Regions from separate parts of the Macaca mulatta genome. Here region 2 is linked to region 1. The links are chromatin contacts, called in public Hi-C maps. All regions are on one chromosome and are shown on one strand. The core of a region is the stretch at or near the end of the contact, and the rest is flanking DNA. Distances in the headings are between cores, read along the strand shown.

Region 1 (2,700 bases), core at 42-2,541:
AATTTATTTGGAAGTTCTTTCCTTTCTGAGCTATAATTTCTCTCTGTTGTTCCCAAGCCTTCAGTGAATGTCTGTTTCCCACACCTATCTTTTGTTAATGCATCTTTCTTATGGTCCTAGTTCTAGGCCAGGACCAACAAAGCCCAAGCAGCAGTTGAGAACTAAGTTCTAAGCTAGCTCCTGAGTGGGCAGGAAGCTCAAGTCCTTTTCTCCCAGTGGCATCCTATATCCTGATGCCACACAAGAATGCCATTCTGGCTGACTTCTGTTTCCTGGCCTCTCCCAGTCAGACATACCTGGAGCAGTCAGTGAGCAGTGAGATTGCTAGTGGAGATTGCTAGTGTAGACAATTCTTGCATGAAAAGGGGGATGGGGTGCAACAGTCTAGCAACCAGCAAGTGATATCAAGAACTAGAGGGTTTTTTTTTTGGTTGGGGAGGATCCCCGTTTCACAGTCATCTTTCTGACCCACCATCACAGTCATCCCATTCCAATCTCATTTTCTTCCTTTCCTCACTCCAAGAGACCGTGACTGCAGGCAAATCCTAGACCCCTCTTCAGAGCTTCCGGCTCTAGGCATTACTACGGCCCTCCCCTCCCTATCATTAAAAGGGGTGGGGTCCTTCTGCCTTCTCCAAGTGGTTTCAGTTCTGGATCCTTTGGGAGCAATGGAGCCCACCCTCCTGGAGCTCCATTACTGGTGCTGCAAGTCTTTGACTCAGTTTCCCCATATGTGAGTGAGAGTTTAAGCGCGGCAATTTCCGGGGGGGGGCGGGTGGCTCTCAAACTGACTCAGATCAGTGAGATGAGGAGGGGGCGGGCATCCTAAGAGCATCCTCCAGCGCTGGCTCGCGTCCCCCGGGGAAGGCAGCACCCATCTCTAAAGTGGTCCTGTCACCACCTTCCTCTTCTCCCCCGGCACCCACGCCGCGGGGCGGGGGCTAGCGCCGCCTCAAATATTTAGGGCAAGGGAGTGTCCCACTTCTGGGGAGGGGTGTCGTTCGGGCTTCTCTCTCTCCTCACCGTGGGTGGCGAAGGGCGGGACGAAAAAGCGCCGTCTGGACAGGGGCGCCCACTCAGGGATGCAGGGCCGGGCGGGGGACCCAGCGGCGACCCAGCCCGTAGGACGGACCTCCCCGCCCCGGCCTGCGCCCCGGGGCCCCCGGGCCCCCGGCCCTAGGCAGCGCCCGAGGCCGGAACAATAGCGCGCGCGGGCGGGGCGGGGGCGGGGGCGGGGGCGGGGGCGGGGCGGTCCTCCGGGCACCGCCCCCGGCCCGCCCCCCGCGCTCGCAGTCCCGCTCGCACACTGGCTCCCACCCGCCGCCCGCCCAGGCACTGCCCGCGGGAGCCGCCGCCGCCGCCGCCGCGCCCGCCATGGACGTCCGCCTGTACCCCTCGGCGCCCGCGGTGGGCGCGCGGACCGGGGCCGAGCCGGCCGGCCTGGCGCACCTGGACTATTACCACGGCGGCAAGGTAGGCGGGGGCGGGCGGGGGTCCCCGGCGGGCGGGGCCGGAGTCACCTGGCAGCTCGGGACTTGGGCGCTCTAGGGGTCCCACGGGGCCGCGCACATCAGCCCCGCCGACGGGCACGGGCGGCTCACATCGATCCCCTCGCGGCCAAGCTCACGCCCTGAGTTGTTGGGATCGCTGGCAGAAGTCATCCCGACAGCCACCCGTGCGACGACACAGTGGCCCCTCACTCACGTCCCACTGACAGCCTCGCAGTCATTCACAAGCTGACACAGTGGCCCACGGCCACACGCAGTCGCCAGGCAATGCTCACACGGTCCCGCCGTCCCACGCAAGTCACCCTGACAGTCACTTATACACAACGACACCCAACCACTCACCCGCAAACAGTCTTACCGCCACAGATGAGTCACCCACAGACGCTCCGATGCCCCACACACCGTGACATGCCCTCACCCGCTGTCACACTCAGGCACAACGGGGGACAGTCACACAAAGAAGTCGCTCGACAGTCACACGCTCGCAGCCACAACGCCTCACCCAGGCGCACGCTGTCACACACAGCCACCCCGCTGGACGGTGAGCCTCAGACACAGATGGTCCTGATGGCCACACAGTCACACGCGGTCACACCCAGGGACGGCCACACCTCGGTCATCCACAGTCGCGCGTCGAGGTTTAACTTCTCAGCGCCGCTGCACACTAATTGGGCAGTTTACTAATTGGCAGTCACTGCCCGGCGGGGCCTCGGATTCCGAGTAGGCGGCGGCCAATCGAGGCCTGTCCCCTCCCGGGAACGGTGAGCCGGCGTCCCTCCAGGCTGGGGCTGTAGTGCGGGACACCCTCCCTCCTCCATGTTTCCAGGATCTCCTCCCCCTACCCGAGCCAGGTCCCCGCTGCGCTGCGCCGGGCGCGTTCCCAGCGATGGAGGCTTGCGTGCCTGGAACCCCGAACCCGAGGCGTCAGGTCCCACTGCCCCGCCTGGCCCAGCCCGGATGGGCTGGGTGCCTCTGTGCAGTCCGCGTCCCCTTCGGTCGCCGGGGAGGGAACTTTCAAACTTAGTTAGGAAGCCACACTGTCCGCGCGTCCGCCAGTAGGTGCGTGGGTCCCGGGCCGGCTGGAGCCAAGCGCGGCTTTTCGTCACTCGGAGCCCGGATTGAACAGCGCGCGTGGGTTTCCCGTGGCCCCAGAGCAGACGCGCGGGCTCCGTGGCGATGCGGGGTGAGTGCG
Region 2 (2,700 bases), core at 79-2,578, 160 kb after region 1:
CCGTGTGCGTGGTTTTGGGGTTTGGTTTGGGTTTGGGTTCTTGACGTCGTTTGCAGCTGTTTCCTGGCCCTGGCGAGTGTCTGTCTTGGTGCCCAGTGCTTCTCTCAAATCTCTTTATAATAAAACTTCTGAAAAGCTGAAAACAAGTCTGTGTCTCCTTGTCCTTGGTGAGTCAGGGTTGAACCCCCTAGAGCCCCTCGGGCCAGATGGACTCAAGTCAAAGTCTTGCCTGACCTTTACCAGCCCGTGTGGGTTTGTGTGGGTGATGGGAGCACCCTGACCTCAGTCTTGCCCTCTAAGGGGGTCACGGTGGTTCAGACCCGTAGGGCTCTTGTGATGATGAAAAGGGGTGTGGGCAAGAGTGCCGCCACACAGGAACTTGCATCGGCTGGTGACAGTGGCGAGCCCTTCCTCTGGAGGATGGGGCCTCCCAGGCTTGTGGAAGTGAGCGGTGGGAACCCAGGGAGGAGGCCAAGGGGTTCTTCAAACCGGAGTGTAGGAAGCATCCTAGACGGGATTCTTTAAACCAGGTTTCCCAGCAGATATTAGATGGTGATACTAACAACAACAATAAAAGGCAAATAATACCTGACTGCTTTAACTACATCTGGAAAAATACCAATTGCCTGGTGGAAAGCTGCAACGCTTGCACCCTGCATTGCAGCCATTTTGAGGTGGGGGCAGGTGCCGCTGCTCCCAGCCAGGCTCGGGACTCAGAGAGAGCGGGCTACACCCTCAGGACAGCTCTCCCAGCCTCTCACTCTCCAATCACGGTAAACCCCTCCTTCCAGATGACGGCCCAGGAGTGGGGTGCAGTTTCCCCACTGGAGGGCATTTTGTAATCCACTTTGGAAAAATAAAAAAGAAAACCCCAAACAAACCAGCCACCTGCCATCCCGTCAGCAGCAGCACCGCAACGTGCGGCATAAATATTTCATGTGGTTACAATTTCCTTTTCTATGTGGAGCTTGTCAGTAACATGACGGCTTAGACAGTTTAATATTCAACTCTTGCTTCCACGTTTGTGAAAACAGCATCACTGGGATCCACGCAGACAGCCCACAATGACAAGAGTACAAGGCCCTCCTTGTAAAGTGGTGCTGAGGCAGAGGCCTGCTGCCATCCCTCACAGCTGCACCAGGAGCTCAGGAGTCTTCTCCAAGCGTCCACACGCCAACCAGCCTCTGGGCTGCACGGGACACACAGAGGCCTCGAGCAGAACCTAAGCACCCTGCCTGCAGATACCAGGGACTGTCGCATGGGTGCGTTCTGGGGCCCCAGAGAGTGGAAATAGAGCCTAAAGGCTGATTTCAGGGCCATGGGGTGGACAGCAACTGTCTTAGTCCATCCCAGCTGCCATAACAGAGCGCCATGGGCCAGGTGGCTCACAGCAACACAAACTTACTGCTCACATTTGCGGAGGCTGGGAGGTCTAAGATCAAGGCCCTGGCAGCTTCGGCGTCGGGTGAGGGTTCACTTGCTGGTGCGTAAACATCCATCCTCTCTCTGTGTCCGGCAGGGTGGGAGGGGAGGGCACTCTCTAGAATTTAACAGCACTCACCCGAATCCTGAGGGCTCCACTCAGTCACCTTCCAAAGGCCCTGCCCCCAAATGCTGGCCCATTGAGGGTTAGGATTCCAACAATCAAATTCTGGGAGGACACAATCCTTCAGTCTGTAGCGCCGACTACAGTGGTTGGCACTGTAGTGGTTCCCCCTCTCCCCGGGCTCTTCTGTTGCCAGAGCCCATCCCCAGGTCCTGAGTGCCATCCCAGTCGTTACCCCCTCGAGCTGCCACAGCTAATGACCAAATAATGGAGATGCCAACTCTGTGGTCCCATTCACAACCCCAGTCCCTGGGAGCAGCCTGAAGCCGCCTCCAGCAGCAACACCATCCTTGCTAAGCTGCTTCCTCCCAGCCCGCCCTGCTGAGGATGTAAGTCCCTTCTGAGAGTACCCACTCAGGAAATTGCTTGAACCAGAATCCCCACCCAGGCCTGTATGTTTCTAAGACAGCCGCCTACCATACTGGCTATGCCCATGGTCCAAGTGGGGCCACATCAGTATTGCTCCAAATGTCTCTGGCTCTGGCCTCACCTGCGACTACAAGACTTTCAGCCCTGGAACAACCACCCACTCCTGGGGCTTCCCTCCTTCCTAGGAGGCAGCGTCTGCTGCATGTTTTACGACTCCATCCTGCAGTGACAGTGGCCACGACCCACAGAGCCTCCAAGAGCCCAGGGTCACACCTGCTGTGAAAGCACTGGGGTCTCTGCCATGGGCTCTCCCACTCCCCATCCCTGTGCTCCCAAAGCTGCCAGCCCTGGGTCCCCCAGCCTCGTCGTGGGCCAGGTTCTCCCTGCAGCATCCTCCACCTGCCAGGGCCAGTCTGCGGTCGGGGTCCCTCACACCTTGAGGCTTCAAGTTATTGCCATACCCTAGAGCCGTGGCCCCAACATTGTGAACACCTTTACCTCCTGCTTGCAGCCTGCCCCCACTGCCCACAGAGCTGGCCCAGGGACCAACCCCACTCGCCCTTCCCAGAGCCAAGCGCCTTCCTCAGGTTTCTCCATCTCACACCTCCCCCTACAAACGCATCTCGGTCCAAGCAGGAGGCACAACCTGGGCTGAGGCTGAGACTGTCCCCTGACCACCCCGGAAGGAAGGCATGGCTGGTCCCAAAATTGCCCACTAGTAATTC

The links. A called contact is a pair of places that touch in the nucleus more often than the background predicts.
Region 2: a Hi-C map of CD4 T cells shows a contact between it and region 1, with 2.2 times the contacts expected there. The contact joins the enhancer-like site here to the promoter of TOX2 in region 1.

Annotation. Positions count from the first base shown.
Region 1 is chr10:96,753,189-96,755,888 of T2T-MMU8v2.0, forward strand. TOX2 (TOX high mobility group box family member 2) reads left to right here and starts at 1,292. Exons shown (of 9, transcript XM_028828435.2): 1 at 1,292-1,473. The coding sequence starts at 1,375.
Region 2 is chr10:96,911,468-96,914,167 of T2T-MMU8v2.0, forward strand. TOX2 (TOX high mobility group box family member 2) reads left to right here. Exons shown (of 9, transcript XM_028828435.2): 9 at 1-143. Among named protein-coding and RNA genes, the nearest start is that of JPH2, 120 kb to the right of the region's middle. Within about 2 kb of position 1,329, at least 9 of the 40 cell types and tissues checked have an H3K27ac peak or open chromatin away from gene starts, as enhancers often do. A contact at or near this core is called in CD4 T cells, where this site is marked.